Linked DNA regions of Mus musculus: region 1 is linked to region 2. A link is a contact called in public promoter capture Hi-C data. All regions are on one chromosome and are shown on one strand. Each heading gives the region's core, a stretch centred on a gene start, on an enhancer-like site or on the middle of the called end of the contact. The rest is flanking DNA. Distances are from core to core; before and after follow the strand shown. Region 1 overlaps Wdr27 (WD repeat domain 27). Region 2 holds the start of Smoc2 (SPARC related modular calcium binding 2).

What was found. Promoter capture Hi-C pulls out the DNA fragments that hold promoters and counts their contacts.
Region 1: a contact with region 2 is called in a promoter capture Hi-C map of embryonic stem cells. The contact joins the enhancer-like site here to the promoter of Smoc2 in region 2. A contact is called at or near these places in 4 of 39 promoter capture datasets (embryonic stem cells, hippocampal neurons and liver) and 2 of 115 datasets of contacts at active chromatin or transcription factors (embryonic stem cells and epiblast stem cells).

Annotation. Positions count from the first base shown.
Region 1 is chr17:14,816,195-14,823,417 of GRCm38.p6, forward strand. It overlaps Wdr27 (WD repeat domain 27), which reads right to left. Exons shown (of 25, transcript NM_175173.3): 25 at 2,478-2,812. Among named protein-coding and RNA genes, the nearest start is that of Gm23352, 28 kb to the left of the region's middle. Within about 2 kb of position 1,952, at least 20 of the 459 cell types and tissues checked have an H3K27ac peak or open chromatin away from gene starts, as enhancers often do. A contact at or near this core is called in embryonic stem cells and epiblast stem cells, where this site is marked.
Region 2 is chr17:14,274,617-14,282,066 of GRCm38.p6, forward strand. Smoc2 (SPARC related modular calcium binding 2) reads left to right here and starts at 4,890. Exons shown (of 13, transcript NM_022315.2): 1 at 4,890-5,183. The coding sequence starts at 5,100. It overlaps Gm52280 (a long non-coding RNA gene), which reads right to left and starts at 5,895. Exons shown (of 3, transcript XR_003952216.1): 1 at 5,496-5,895; 2 at 3,927-4,072; 3 at 3,232-3,504. Gm34567 (a long non-coding RNA gene) reads left to right here. Exons shown (of 4, transcript XR_385414.4): 4 at 699-3,146.

The sequences.
Region 1 (7,223 bases), core at 702-3,201, 540 kb after region 2:
AGGGCATCCTGACCCCCATGTAGCAGTGGCAGAGTCATGCACAAGGTGCAGGTCATGGCTCCCTGACCCTCTATCCTGCTCCTCTCGATGAGAGAAGGGTCATCTTATTCCTTGCCCCCTCCCTCGGCTGGGCAGTGCTGCTTCTGAAGCTTGGCAAGCTACAGTGGCTCATGACGTGGCCATCCTACTTCTGACCCAGTGTTGATCTGGAAGAGCATGGAACCCAACAGTGAGTGCTCATAGCCACCACAGATTTTCCTGGACACATGGTCTCCTAACACATGCTGTGGGCACCTGCACATGTGTATGTGTGTGTAAACTCACCATGTTCTCGGGTCTCTTGCCATGTGTGTTCTCACATATGTATGTGAAAACAGAAAGTGGCGTCAGGGTCAGGAGGAGGCAAGCCATCACTGAGCCCAAGCAGCAGGAAGCTGAAGAGAGTGGAGGCTCCATAGGCTGTGAGAAGGATGTAGGCTACATCTGAAGCTACCACTCTGCAAGTCTCAGTGGAAACAGCAATGGCTTTCATACCCGGTTCCTTTAGTCAAGATTTCTCTATCCATTTTTAGCTGGCTGACCAGGTTAAGCAGGCCTATACTTGCTGTTGGTGATCAGAAGAAGAGAGTCTCCTCACCACATATCCATGTAAGTTCAGAAGCAACTGTCATCAACTGGTGGCCAATACAACATTATCAGTGCAAGGAGAGAAAGCCAAAGGAGCACCCAGCATGCCATGCCACCACCTACTGAAGCTTTCAGAATACTGCCTTGGGTCTCCTTTAAAAACAAACAAACAAACAAAGCAAAATATTCCAGGCATAATCCAATTCTCCCATCTCCCAAAAGGGATCTGAGTGAGATCCCACTGTAAATGGTGTGTAGACATGTACACACACACACACACACACACACACACACACACACCCCTTAGGTACAGAAGCACCTCTGTCAAAAGCCTGGAGAGTGACCTGAATCCCAAGGAAGGAATTGCTAAAATCTGTAGAGAAGAGGCTGACAAGGGGACAGGAAGAGCAGGCAGGACTGTGAGTGGCACTGTGTTTAGGAAATACTTTGTCCCCTTTGTTACCAACTCTAATAAACTCACAGCTTGCAGCTCTGAATCACTAACACATTATTTTACCATCATCTGTAGTGCATAGAGAGTTGTGGAAGTAAACTGACTTACAAGGCGTGCTTTTTGATTTTTACACCTCAGATTATGATGATCAAAACACTGCTTGTCATTGCCAAGAATGTTTGTTTGGAATGGAGTAGGTGCTGCCTGAAGAGGGCACGTCTCCCCATCAGACACAAAGTGTCCTGTGTACAGTTTCTGAGGAGGAAGCCAAATATCAGCTATCAGGAAACACAAAATGAAAAATTAACAAATCAAGGGCAGTGTTACCGTTGGCCAAGTCTTTAGCAGGAACTTGAACATGCCTCAGGAGCAGTGCTGTGTTCTCACAGGCTTGAGAATGTGATGATCAGAGACCACAGACATGGCCAGCATTGAGCATGGCTTAATATAATGCAGAATGGCGCACTGGGATGACAGCAACATGTGCAAGGTTCTGTGTTACCAGCCCTGACTGCTGCTGATGCGTCTGCTCTCACCACCACTCCTGCGCTCTGAGGGGAGATTCTCAGGAAGCTCTGGCTACTTGTACTGCTTCTTGGTGAGTGCAGAGAGGTTTCTTGAAGCCCCACATTTGGGGTCTTCCAGTGTGCGTGGCCTGTAGAATGGCTAGAAGCTCAGGGACAGCATGGCGCTCCTGTGACCTCAGGTGCTCACATGAGCATCTGAATTTGGGATGTCCACCATAAAGTGATGTCAGAGCTGGTGCAAATGGTTGAATGCCAAAGGGGTGGTAACATAGGAGACTGTGCCCGCCCCCAGCCTTAAGCAGGTTGGCTCAAACCTTGTTTGCCACAGTTGCTCACCTAGGGCGGAGTCTTCTGACCTTGGTAAAGTCTTTTGTCTGCCACATCTGCAGCTTCCTGTGAGAAGCTACCTGCTGAGCAGCTGAGCTTGTTTTCCTGACTCATCCTGACAAAGGGACCAAGAGATCCTGGTGTAGTGGGGGATGTGTCCTCCTCCCCTTTATAAGCTCAGACTCTTACATAAACATTGGGTCTAGATCAGAGAACTCTGTCTTGGCTCTTTATTTCTCTTGCTGCCTTTCCCATTCAACCCCAACTCTCCTTTCAGGAACCCAGTAACCTGTGGCCACTGGTGGCTACAGGAGATAAATGCATGTTAAGATGATGTATAATGTAACATTATGTATGTTTTTTATTTTAATACCAAGTGGCAAACTTTAACAAAGCAAAAAACAAACATACTTTTCTACCTACCTAATCAATTAAAGCAAAAGGCCTACCCATTTCTTTCAGCCTTTGACAGGAGTCAACAATATCTGTCTGTCTTAGTTAGGGTTCTTATTGCTGTGAAACACCATGATCATAAGCAACTAGGGGAGAAGGGACTTTATTTTGTTTCCACTTCTACTTCATGATACATCATTGGATGAAGCCAGGACAAGAATCTGGAGGCAGTAGCTGATGCAGAGGACATGGAGTGCTGCTTTCTGGATTGACACTCCTGGTTTACTCAGTTTCATGATAGCAGTCAGGACTACCAGCCCAGGAGTGGTGCTGCCCACAGTGATCTGAATCCTCCAACATCAATCATCGATCAAGAAGACGCACCACAGGCCAGGCTGGTGGGGGCATTTTCTCAATTGAGGTTCCTCCTTCCCAAGTGACTCCAACTTGTGTAGAGTTGATATAAAACTAGCCAACAATGCATCTGCAGCAGCAAATCAAACAAAACTTACATGTGATGAAGGCGAGGACTTTAAAAATACAGGTATATGCATAATAGTAGTAGTAATAGATTCCTTAAGACTTTTTCCAGAGATGTTATTTTACTCTCCTTCTGTATTTATCCCTCTGTGAGTGACCCCTCTTTCCATTTCAAACTTCCCATATCCCACCTTGCCCAGCAACCCAAGCCCCGAGCACATGTGGGACACCATTTTTAACCCACACCTTTTCTCCTCCTCCTTCTCCTCCCCCTCCTCTTTCTTCTCTCCCTTCACCATTACCACCACCACTCACCATCACACACCACTACTATCACCACGATCCTTCTGCAATGGTCCCTGAGCCTTAGTTGTGGGAGATACTTTGTACATGCATCCATTGTGACTGGTCCTACCACTCAACATTTTTGATTGGTTGTGGTTTTCTATATTGTCTCTGTTGCAAAGAAGAGTTTCCTTGAAGAGGAGTAAGGACTACACTTATTGGTGGGCATAAGGAATAAGATTTAGAAGGTAGTGAGAGATTATACTGGTTTAGTAAAATGAAAGCCATAGGTTCTCCAAGAGCCATGAATTCAATAGCCCTGGTAGCTTCCAGTACAAGGCATAGTTTTTCTCTTGTTGAACAGGTCTTCTGTTGGCCACTGACAAGATGTCCATGCCTACTTCACCCTTAGGGTTATCGTGCCATGCTGGTCACCATCGTGATTCATAATCATCATAGCTGGGTCAGACTGTTGGTAGCCTCCCTCCTTTGGAAGCTTGCATTACCTTCTTCCCCCCAGTATCATGAGACCTAGTCCTCAGGAAAGAGGCTTTCAGGTCAGTTCTATATTAGAGACTTCTAGGTCCTCTGTCTGAAATACATGCTGTCTTTCTTCAACACCTGGCACAACCAAGGCCAATAGCAATGACCTGTAATGTTTTGGGAATATTAGACAACCCCGCCCAATGCATAGTGCTGGGTTTTGTTAGATGGCATTTGGATCTTGGAGAGAGTCTTGTCAACTCCGGTGGGAAATTTTTCTTTAGAATATTGACTTACATGTACTGCAGAGCCATGGTAATAAAAAAAAAAATATGGAACTGGCACAAAAATAATCACATAGACCAATGAAACATAATCAAACACCCAAATGTGAGGTGTTTAGTATTTGACAAAGGTGCCAGAAACAAGCTGGATAAAAGAAAGTATTTTCAGCAACTAGTGTTGGGAAAACTGGGGAAGAGGAGACCAATTGGTTTTCCAATACCATATGGTAAGTCCTGAAAACAAGCATACAAATAACACTATACAGACCAAGCACCTACGCATTTAGGGGTGTGTGTGTGTGTGTGTGTGTGTGTGTGTGTGTGTGTGTGTGTGTGTGTGTTACTAAACAATAGAAAGAGGCCATAAATTTGAAGAAGAAAGGATGAGTATATGGGAGAGTTTGGAGGGACAAGGTGTGGGAAAATGGTGTAATTGTGTTATAATCTCAAAAAAGAAAATTAAAGAAAGGAAAAATATTTTAAGCTAAAAATGACATTTTCTTTTTAGTTTTTATTCCTGCAGATGTATAAACTAGCCAGCTTCACTGCTCACTTTATCCTAGAGTTCCTCAGGATATGGAGGGAGACGCAACACATCTCTCATAACTAATATTTTTCTGGCAAAATATGAAGAAGATAAGGGTGACCTTAGTTCTTAGTGTGTCCTGGTGACTGAGGCAGAGACGTCTCTGTGAGCTTCCCACACCACCCTCCTCACACAAACTGGAGCCTCCCAGTGTCTCAGGCCTCCTGTTTGGTCTCCCAGCTGTGACTAGAAGCATGGTCACACCATTCTCCTGAGAATCTGAACAGGCAAGTGCTACAGTGGGGGTCAGGGGACTGAATCATGCCCTTGCCGCCAACATCCATGTTCACAGAGTTGCACTGAGGAGCCCACACTGCCAGTTTTGTCACAAGAATAAGGCCATTACCCTGGCGACTGGATCTCCTCTGGCAGATGGGAGCAACACACCCTCACTCAAGGGCTGCCTGACGGTGACCCTCTGAAATAGAACAGGACTTTGTTGATGCTACACACAGCTGAGGGAAGATCCTAGGGAAGATCCTGGAGGCAGGCTTCGTCCAGCTGCAATTCAGTGATGAGGGCTGGTGCCTGGAGCAGCAGAGCACTGGTGTGACTCTAGCAAAGATCTGAATGGCAGATTCAGTCCAGGAAATGATAGGCTGACACCCTCGAGAGGAGCCTCATTTCAGGGCATTTATTAACTTAGAATCCCACTGAACATCTTCAAAAGTGTCTTTTGAGTGCACACCATGAAATGCACAGTGGGGCTCCTTGGGAGTGGCCATCTTTCTGCCAGGTACACCCACCTCCTACTCCTCAGACCCCCACAAGCACATACACACACAGACCCATGAACAAAGGCATCCACCATGCACATATACTCATACACAATTACACACACTCATACACAAGTGTGTGCTCACACACATTCACATACATACATGCACACAGGCATTCACCTCCTATATGTATATGCACATATACACATGCATCCGACCACATGCACGCACACGCACACGCGCACACGCACACACACACACACTACTTCTGGTATTCTTCTGCAGAGATTATGCAATAGGGCAGATGTGTTCGAGGCTTTCTCTCTTGCATATTGGTTGCTATTTCCCAGCTGTATTACACATGAATGGGCACATACTCAGGTCCTAGGTCTGCTCCAGGCAGGATAACTACGTCCTCTTTTCCTCTGGGTTTTCTCCTGTGTATCCTTGTGCTAGCCAGTTTCACATCCCTGTGACAGGAAACCTGGGGAAATCAACTCAGAAGAGGATAGGTTAATTTGGCTGTTTTCAGGTTTTAGGACAGGGTCCACCGACTCCATTGTTTGGGGCCTGAGGTAAGGCAGACATCATGGTAGGAAATGTGTGTTGGAGCAAAGAAATCCACCTCAGAATGGGCAGTAAAAGAGAAGAGACACAGAAGAAGGAGAGGGTGAGGAAACAGACAAGGAAAGGGGTCAGAAGAGAGAGTGTGCCCTAATGTCAATATTGCTTTAAAATTCACATCCCTAACGACCTACTTCCTTCCAACAGCCTGTTAGACCAGAATTAATCCACTGAGGAGGTCAGAGCCCTTGTGATACAATCATTCCCTCAAAGGCCCCACCTCTGCGTATTGCTCCCCTTGAGACCAAGCCTTCAACACATGAACATATGGCAGATACTTACAGTCCAAACCAGAGCCCTCCTCCCTCCCTCTTCCTATCTTGCTCTGCTGACCTCGTTCATTCAGTAGTAAGTGAGTTACCTCTTACCACCTCCATATGTGATAGCTGTATGTACCCAATGTCCTCCCTGGATTCTTCCTCTACCACACTGGTCCATGTGGTCCCACATATGCCAGTTTCTTTGGCCAAAACTTACTCTCTCCGTGTATGCTGCCTGACTTTCTGAAGCATGCCATTCCATGTACTTATGACCCAGGTGCTCTGATGCCAACTTATATACCCACTGTAAGTATTGTCTATAATATCCCCTGCTGTTCACCACGTGCAGTGTCCTTCAGGGAAGATGCCTGCATCCCACCTCATACTTTACGGCCATCCTGGAACTCCTCATCTTTGGTGCCTAGGGACATCTTAGGAGATGATTTAAGATTTTCAGTGACTCTGGTTCAGTGTTAGTCCCTTATGGAATGTGGTGTCCTCATAGGATCCATACTTAAATACAACTTTCAAAGACATCTAAGGATATGGCTGGATTCTGATTATCTGGGTCATCTCTGAGGTTAGTACTCCCTTAGTATCACCCAGGCATCTGCTGCACTGACTATAAGCTACACACATAGATGTCATCACAGGCCAGCACACAACTTTATGCCAAAAAGACTCTCAAATATATTGTTCATAGTGGGCTGTCAGATTAGTCCTACTCATGTTCTACACTCTCAGAATGTATGTTATGACAGCAATGCTTTCTCCTGGTATTTAGGAGTGGAATTGTGCCACCGAGGCTGTGACCCTCAGACTTCAGGAGAGCTGAGTGCTCTCCCCACCATCCAGTAGGTGCATACTGCACCAGGGTTCACAGCCATTAGAATCAGAACACAGCCAAACATCCCCAGGCCATGCCTGAGGAACACATCAGTAAGCCCCAGTGCTATGCAGAAGAGGGGCAGCTGATAATGGTCCCAGACTTGTTCTTGGAGAGGTGCAGAGGGCAGGTAGCCTCAGGGTTTTCTGGCCTGGTAATTCCACATGTGGGGTTTACACGGGACTCTGGCACCCAACGTCATTACCACTGAGAGATGACAGTGGTGTAGAGTGGGGTTCCTTGTTATACCCGGGCAGATGTGTGGCAGTGCATGCATTCACTGCTCAG
Region 2 (7,450 bases), core at 3,640-6,139:
TTGAAACATGAGGGAGTGAGCGCAGAAAGGAGGTGTCCATATGCTCTCAGAAGGACAACCTGCCGGACAGAAGCTCCAAAAACCCAGATGCTGTGATTCCACTGGAGAGGAGTATAACCCTCGGCTGTGGGACAGACAGACAGACAGACAGACACACACACACACACACACACACACACACACACAGATAGAAGCAGACCTGGAGACAGAGACAGACATACACAGAGAAAGACATAAAGAGTGACAGAAAAAAGTCAGAAAGAGAGATGGAGACTAAGAGACTGTTTCTGTGATCTTGGGTCTTGGTGGATTTTACTAACCCGGGAGCTGATGTCTTCTGCAAAAGTGTTGCCCCCTGACAGACGCTGTTCCAGGAACAGAAAGGCAGATCTTTCATAGAGCCTGGATATTGACAGTAGTCCTCAGAGGGCGTTTTGCACATTCATTAGGATCCATTATTTATGTTGAATGAATCACCCATCCACTTTCCCAGGACTGTGCCCTTTCTGCAGGCCCTGGCATCTGTCTTCAGTGCTGCAGGGATGGATCTCTCTGGGAAGGTGAGGATTCTGCCTGTGGCTTTGTGAGACAGAGCTTTCTTTGGAAACATTAAGTTGTGAAATACTGTGCCGGAGTTGAAGAATCATCAATAATCCAGAAACAACCACAAAAAGTGCCTTTTGTTTGTTTTGAGGTAGCCCTCCAACAATATGCAAAAGGATGTCAGCGAATGCATGTCCATGTGCGCATGCCCACAGATTCTCCTGGATGAAGTGCCTACAGTTCCCATCATTCCCCAGAGGACTTTGCGACTTCAAATCGTAAGAACTAAGCATCTCAGGTAGGCTGTGGCCTGAGCCTTTCCTAGTCTCTTCAAAAGCTTTCTTCAAGACAGAAGAAGACCCTATCGAGGTGAAGCCAAGTTAGGAACTGCTTCTGTGCTTCCAGTCTTGTGGCTCTGGGCACATCCTGCGACCTCCTGGGCTCATTATCATTGCTGGTAGAACACTACCTTCTTTCAGAGTTCCTGTGGGAATTGACTTAGCTTGTAGCATGATCATGAACTATTATATCCATAAAAGCGATAGGAAGTGTTGACATGGGATCCATTATGTGAAGGTCATGAAGGCTCGTTTATATGATTGAACACAGGACAAATCCAAACTCTAGCACATACATGAAACTAGAGCAATGGCCCTATCCCCAGCCAGTCTCTGTCAATGTCTACTCACTTAGGCTCACAAGCAGGAACTGGAGGCTGAGGAACCTGAGCAAAGGCTAGGGGTGGATCCATTCGTTAGAGCATCAATAAAGGACCATCAAGGGGAAACTCCTGGTCAAGCCGATAAATGCTCTGTCCTGTGCTGAACCAATCACCTGACCAAGGGACCACCCTTAGGAAGGCAGGGCTCACCTTAAGCCTGCTAAGGAGATGGGTGAAATACTTTTTCCTTCAAGAAGACTCTACATAGTCTTCACAGAACCCCCACTCCTAATGTGGTAGCTTACAGAGAGGTAGCAAGACGGCTTCATAGATCTTCCCACTTCGGAATCCCTCAGAAAAGCATAACTTTTCATTTTCACATGCTCTATCCATGCTCAGACCACACTTTCCCTAATGCCTTGGGCTTTCCCATCTTTCTTTAAAGCCCCCCTCCCTGCCACATGAGTGCTTGTCCTATGTCTGCCCTCTGTACTGGCTCACAGAGAGCAATTTCCCCCCTTCTCTTCTTCATTCTTGTCCTCCGGGCAGCTGCTAAGGTTTACAGCTGGGGTGTTTTCCTTTTAATCTCTACTAAAATTGTCTTCAGACTTCTGTTTGAGTCATTCTTAAATTCATCTATTAATGAATCTAAGAGCCCCAGTTTTCTAAATATCCCAGGGACTGAAGGGACCACAATATAGGAAGAGGTAAAGACAGGCCAATAAGAGGATAGAGCTTCATAAACCCTGGGCATTTATGCAGACTATACCCAAGGAAAGCCAGGCAATCTGTGAAGATTTCTCCTCTTAGGATTAAGTGGAAACCAGAAGCTGGTGGCTGGCTGCGATGTGCATCGTAGGCACAGTGGTCGGCTGCTTGCTCCAATCCAGCCTCCAAAGGACGAGGGAAACCTTGGAAGTCACAGAACAAGAAAAGGACCTTCGACTCTTCTTGTGTTTTGCATACTGGGAGTTGGGAAGATGTCTGACACCTTTTTCTTTTACTGGCTAAATACCAAGAGTAAGCCAGACATTTATGGTAAATGGCCTCTTCACCAAGAGCAAAAAGACTTTTCAGCTTAACACAGTAAAACAAGGAAAGGAAGACAGGGCTGATGGCTAATGAGAGTCTGTGGAGAGACATGTGGGTTCAAGATAATCCCACAGGGACTGACCTGTTCTCTGCCCATCTTCACTGTGACTCTTGCTAATGACAGAAATGTAAATTTGGGGTCCACGGGTCACATCCAAAAGCAAGCCTGCCACTCTTACAATTGAGAGCTCATTTCCAGGAGCAGGGGATATTATTTCATTCCTGTAGGGATGTCTCAGACCTTTGAGCTGACTACTTCCTGTCTTAACTTTGAAGGAAGTGGCTGACACATAAAACCATTTCTTAGTGGTTTTAATAAATGTTCTATTTTCCCCCACACAATGGGAACTGGTTACCTCTCCAAATTTCACTTCGAGCATCTTTAAGAACACAGAACTTGGCTTTCGGTCCACATGTTAGTGCCTCCAAATGTTAGAGGGTCTCTGAAGGCTCCGACCCTTCTCATCTGTCAGTGTCTTGGAAAAGCGTGTTGTTACACTGATCTCCCTGGAATCTCAGAGGACAAATGAAAGATGTGTTGAGATTGGAGGACTCAAGGCAGTGAGTGCCAAGGGGTTGTTTTCTGCTTTCCACGTCTCCAGGGGATGTGATAGACTTGCCAGAGTTCCAAGTTCGGACATCTGGACTCGGCCCCCGATTTTGTGGCTGGCTAAGACATACAGTTATTTGTTTTGTTTCTCATCTGTAAAATGGGAGCAAATGAAGCCTGTTACTTGCTGGACACTCCCATGGAAGAGAGTAGACAAAAAGCTATTTTCAGACTTTCAGTCCCAAGAAGACATTTCAGCTAATAATTTGTACCCTTGAAATAAAAGGTAAAAGGAAAATGTTTTGTACCAAATACTTCTTGAATGTGCTGATTTTCATCATCATCATCACCACCACCACCACCACCACCATCATCACCATCATCATCATCACACCACCATCATCACACCACCATTACTACGATAGAAGTACACAACATTTGTATCATTTTTTTTGGTTCAATGTATATGTTATTTGCTTACTCAGTCATGCCTGTCCCTGGGCTGAGTCTGACCCTGAAGAGTTTTGCTACGATGTTCCTCCATGTCCTCAGTGTAGGAAGGGTGTTGAAGGCTTGACAGATTTCGAGTTTTGAAGGTTTCTTTCAGCAGCCATCTCTAGAAGGTTCTCTTTCCCTGTGTGATGTGAGAGTTCCTTTCCTGAGGAGACATAAGCAAGATCTATCTCTCCTCAAAAGGCCCCAGTGGCAAAACAAACTAGGATTCCATGGGGAGTTCAGCACGGGGAGCTAGTGAGCTTGTGCTTACTAACATGCATAGGTGAGGGGTTCACTGCAGGAATGTGATTAACGTCAGAGCATCCATAGTCCAGTCTTCACACAGCTTGGATGATGGCTTCCACACCCACATAGATGGAGCCCCTCTCGGGGAATTTGCCCCAGCTCATGATCTCGAGTACCTCCAGAGGCCCTGAAGGACAACTATTAGGAAGAACTGCACGAACACCCGCCATCTGAGGTGAAGTCCAGTGATACTTCCCATTCGTTCTCTCCTCCAGTGAGGGAATGTCAGCTGTCCACAAGCCCACTCCTAATGACCTCCTGAAAATAGGCACAGCCCACCTGATGAAGTTGGGACTGTTTGCTCGGTTGACTTCATTCTTCAAGGCTATCCTTTTGGAGCTCCAGCGCTGTTCTTCTCCAGAGGTCCCCGTGTTGGGCTAGGGCAGGGTAGCTGCTTTCTGATTGGTCTACGATCTCACAGGAATCTCCAGAGCAGCAGAGGAGAGAGAAGTTAGAGGTGAGCTTGCTGTTTTGCTCCCTACAGAGAGGCCCTGACAAGTCAATTGATTCTTTGTTCTCGAAAGTCTTCCCAGCTGGCTTTCTGCGTGAGGTAGAATTAGGGCCTTTTCCTGTGAAGCTACCAGCCAGGGCTAAACTATTTCAGCAATGCTCCTTTTGCAGGACCTGGTGCGCAAAATCCCCTTGGTTTCTATCACAGTCAAAAGCCTACTCAAATGCGCTTGCTGCCGAACACCTGAAATGCTTGCCTAAACTGTTTGAAGCGGCCACATCAATGTGTGCGCTCACCTTTCTCTAAGTTTGCCCAACTCAAGGAAGTCATCTGCCTCACAGATCTGTTTTCAGACCCCTCCCGCCCTCCTCGTTAACCTGCGGAAAGATGCAGGACTCCTGGTGTTCTCAGAGGCCCTACCGAGGAGCCAATGACCACTTAGCATCTCAGAGTGCTACATTCTGGTGAATGTAAAGCCACAGGCGAGCCAAGGCACAGTGGGGACCCTCCAAGGTGAAGACAGAAGGCGCCCTAGGCCAGGAGGGTGGGGCTCAGTGCATCTCTTGGAGCCAGTGTGAGTGTGCATGCCTGTAAGGTGTGCCCTGGCATTGGCTTGAAGGAGGCGTGCAAACAGCATCAACACACGCTTGCCTAGTCCTGGTAGCCTTCGCTGTCTCCTTCACAGCCCTGCGCGCCGGGCGGCCCCTGCGCGGGCGCGGTGGCTAAGGGAGGTGGGGCGGAGGGAGGAGATTTGCGGGCGGGAGGGCGAAGAGGGCGGGACAGGAGGATCCGGGGAAACTAGGGCTGTTTGACAGCAGCAGCGGCAGTTCGGGGAGCGCCGGCCAGAGCGCACGGAGGGGCCGTGCGGTCTCCACCAGCGGCCATAGGACCGCGGAGCAGTTCTAGCCCGCTCGCCCGCACGTTCGCACACCGGATCTTCGCCGAGTGCCAGGGCGCAGCGCGTGGGGCGTCTGCCTCGCTTGGTCCCCTCCAGCGTCACCATGCTGCCGCCACAGCTGTGCTGGCTGCCGCTGCTCGCTGCCTTGCTGCCGCCGGTGCCCGCGCAGAAGTTCTCAGCGCTCACGGTAAGTCCCGGGACGCGCCCCTGTCTTTCTCTGTTGTCCCTCACTGAGAACCCACTCTTCCTTCTGGGACAAGGCTCCGGGAGCAGGTGGCCCAGCAATCCCCAACAGGTGGGTTCGGGAGAGTCCCACAGCGTGCGTGTCCAGGGTCGATAGCTACTCAGTATGTGAAGGGCTGCTGGTCCTACTAGTCCAGGATAGAAGGGAGTTGACATGCAGGAGTGCCTGGAGTCCCCCACTTTGGGCGAGATGAGATGGCACAGGAACAAGGATCTGGGCCACTTATGCACCTCAGCTCTTTCAGGGCGAACTCACCGGGACTGGGTGCCCACCTTGCCAACGCCACCGACCCAGCCTAGGATTAGGAAGCGGGCAATCTTCGGCTCCAGCGCCACGAGGACCCCTTGTACCCCAACCCCCCTTATGGGGGAGAAAGGGGCCACATCCCATGTGTTCCACTTGTGGCGGAGCATCTCAGAGAACCCTTAATTGAGAGGAAGAAGCAGATATGACATTGAATTAAAGAGCGCGTTTCTTTAAAAAAAAAAATCCAAAATCCAAAAGCCAAAAAACAAAAAAAACAACTCATAGAGGAGGAACAATCTCCAGCACAGGAGGCATAGAGGAGCGCCCCTGGTCTCGTGGGTCCTCTCCTCAGGAGCAGGATGCAGTGCGCGCCAGGGCGCGCTCCCGAGCGCGCGTGGCACTGTGGTTGACCGCTCTAAGTTTGTCTCTCTTAGTTGCAGTACTGGCTACGCCAAGGCGCGAGGTGAGGTGCCAAAAGCCGCGCTGTGGATGGGGGCTGAGCGCGTCCACCTCGGGCCAACACAACCGCGGCCACTCCTGCGGGCTGGTGTCTGCAGAGCCCGGCGGGCAGCCCTTCTGCGGCCCGCGCGCTAGGGAACCCATAATTAATGCAATCTGCAGAAACGAAAGCATTCCACTTAAACGTGTTTTTGAACAAGTGCTTAAGAAAACACCAAGGTGGTGAGCAGGCTCCCGTGGAGAGGAGTGTTGGAGTGGTAGGTGCCCTGGGGAGGGTGCTTAGCCTATGGAAAACCAGGGCTAGCCCACGAGTCGAAGCTTTTTGCAAAAGTGAAGCAAGCTGGCCAGCCTGTTGCTTTTTCTTCCCCTCTCCCTGTTTCTCAGCAGCTTGAAAGGGGGAAGATTGAGTGAGTTCATTGTTCATACCTAAAATTCTTCTGGGGCAGTCCTAGGGCCCTGCCTTGTGTCTCGTGAGCGACTGATAGATTAGAACCATAGCTGGAAACTGCAGGGAGTTTTCACTCCCAGTCTTGCCCTACCCCGAAGAGCCTGAAGGGACGACATGCATGCATTCATATATGAATGTGTGCACAGATGTTCATGTATGTACAGAGCTCGTGCACACACTTCGAGCAAATTTAAAAAGTCCACTGGGAAACTGGCCAGTTCTCAAAAGGTCTTAGCACCATGTATCTGAGCTCTAAGCAGCAGACTTGTGTAATCACTATACTATTTTCTAAAAGTATCAAGTAGACATGTCTCACCCTCTGTGCGCTCTCTCCCCACCGCCCCCCCCCTCTCTGTCTAAGATTGGTAAACAGGACAGATTTTCTTTTCTTGCCCTACCCCTTCTGGAAACTTATTGCTTTCCCCCTTTGTCTCTTTACACTGTTGCAAGGTTTCCTGGGCTCCATGGGTGCCAGCTGCTTGTGGGGTCTCTTTACGGGAGCTGGGAGTTGGTCTTACACCATACAGGAAGTGCCCCATTTACCGCACTCCCCAAGAACACTTTGTCTTAAAATCACATTAACACATAAAATGCTGCTGCTTTTGCATCCAGGAGAAATATTTAAAGCTATAAACTATTTGCCAGGATTCTTCTCTCCTCCCTGCCATCCCCATCTAGAAAATGAAGACTGTGGTTGCAATAGAAAGTACTTCAGATATAATCAAAGTTTGAGTGATCAGTCACTGGGAAATGTTAGATGTTCTGGAGTTTTCTAACGTGGTTGCTAATCTCCTTTCAAGTTACCTTCTGTTTGTTGGAGACGTCTTTGGGTTCCTAAAGACTAAACTAGAGAATGGACTCCTATGTATGAGGTTTCTATTTTGCCTCTAGTAAATGACTGAAGTGTTAGTTTGCAAAAGTGCATGGGTTCTTAAGTTCTTAAGGGTGTGTGGAATTCAATTCATAGAAATAAATGGGCCTCTCAGTTCACAGGAGTATACGGGACTCACAGTCCATGGGGATGTGTGGGGGCCAGGTTTCTTCTGGATGGGTGTGT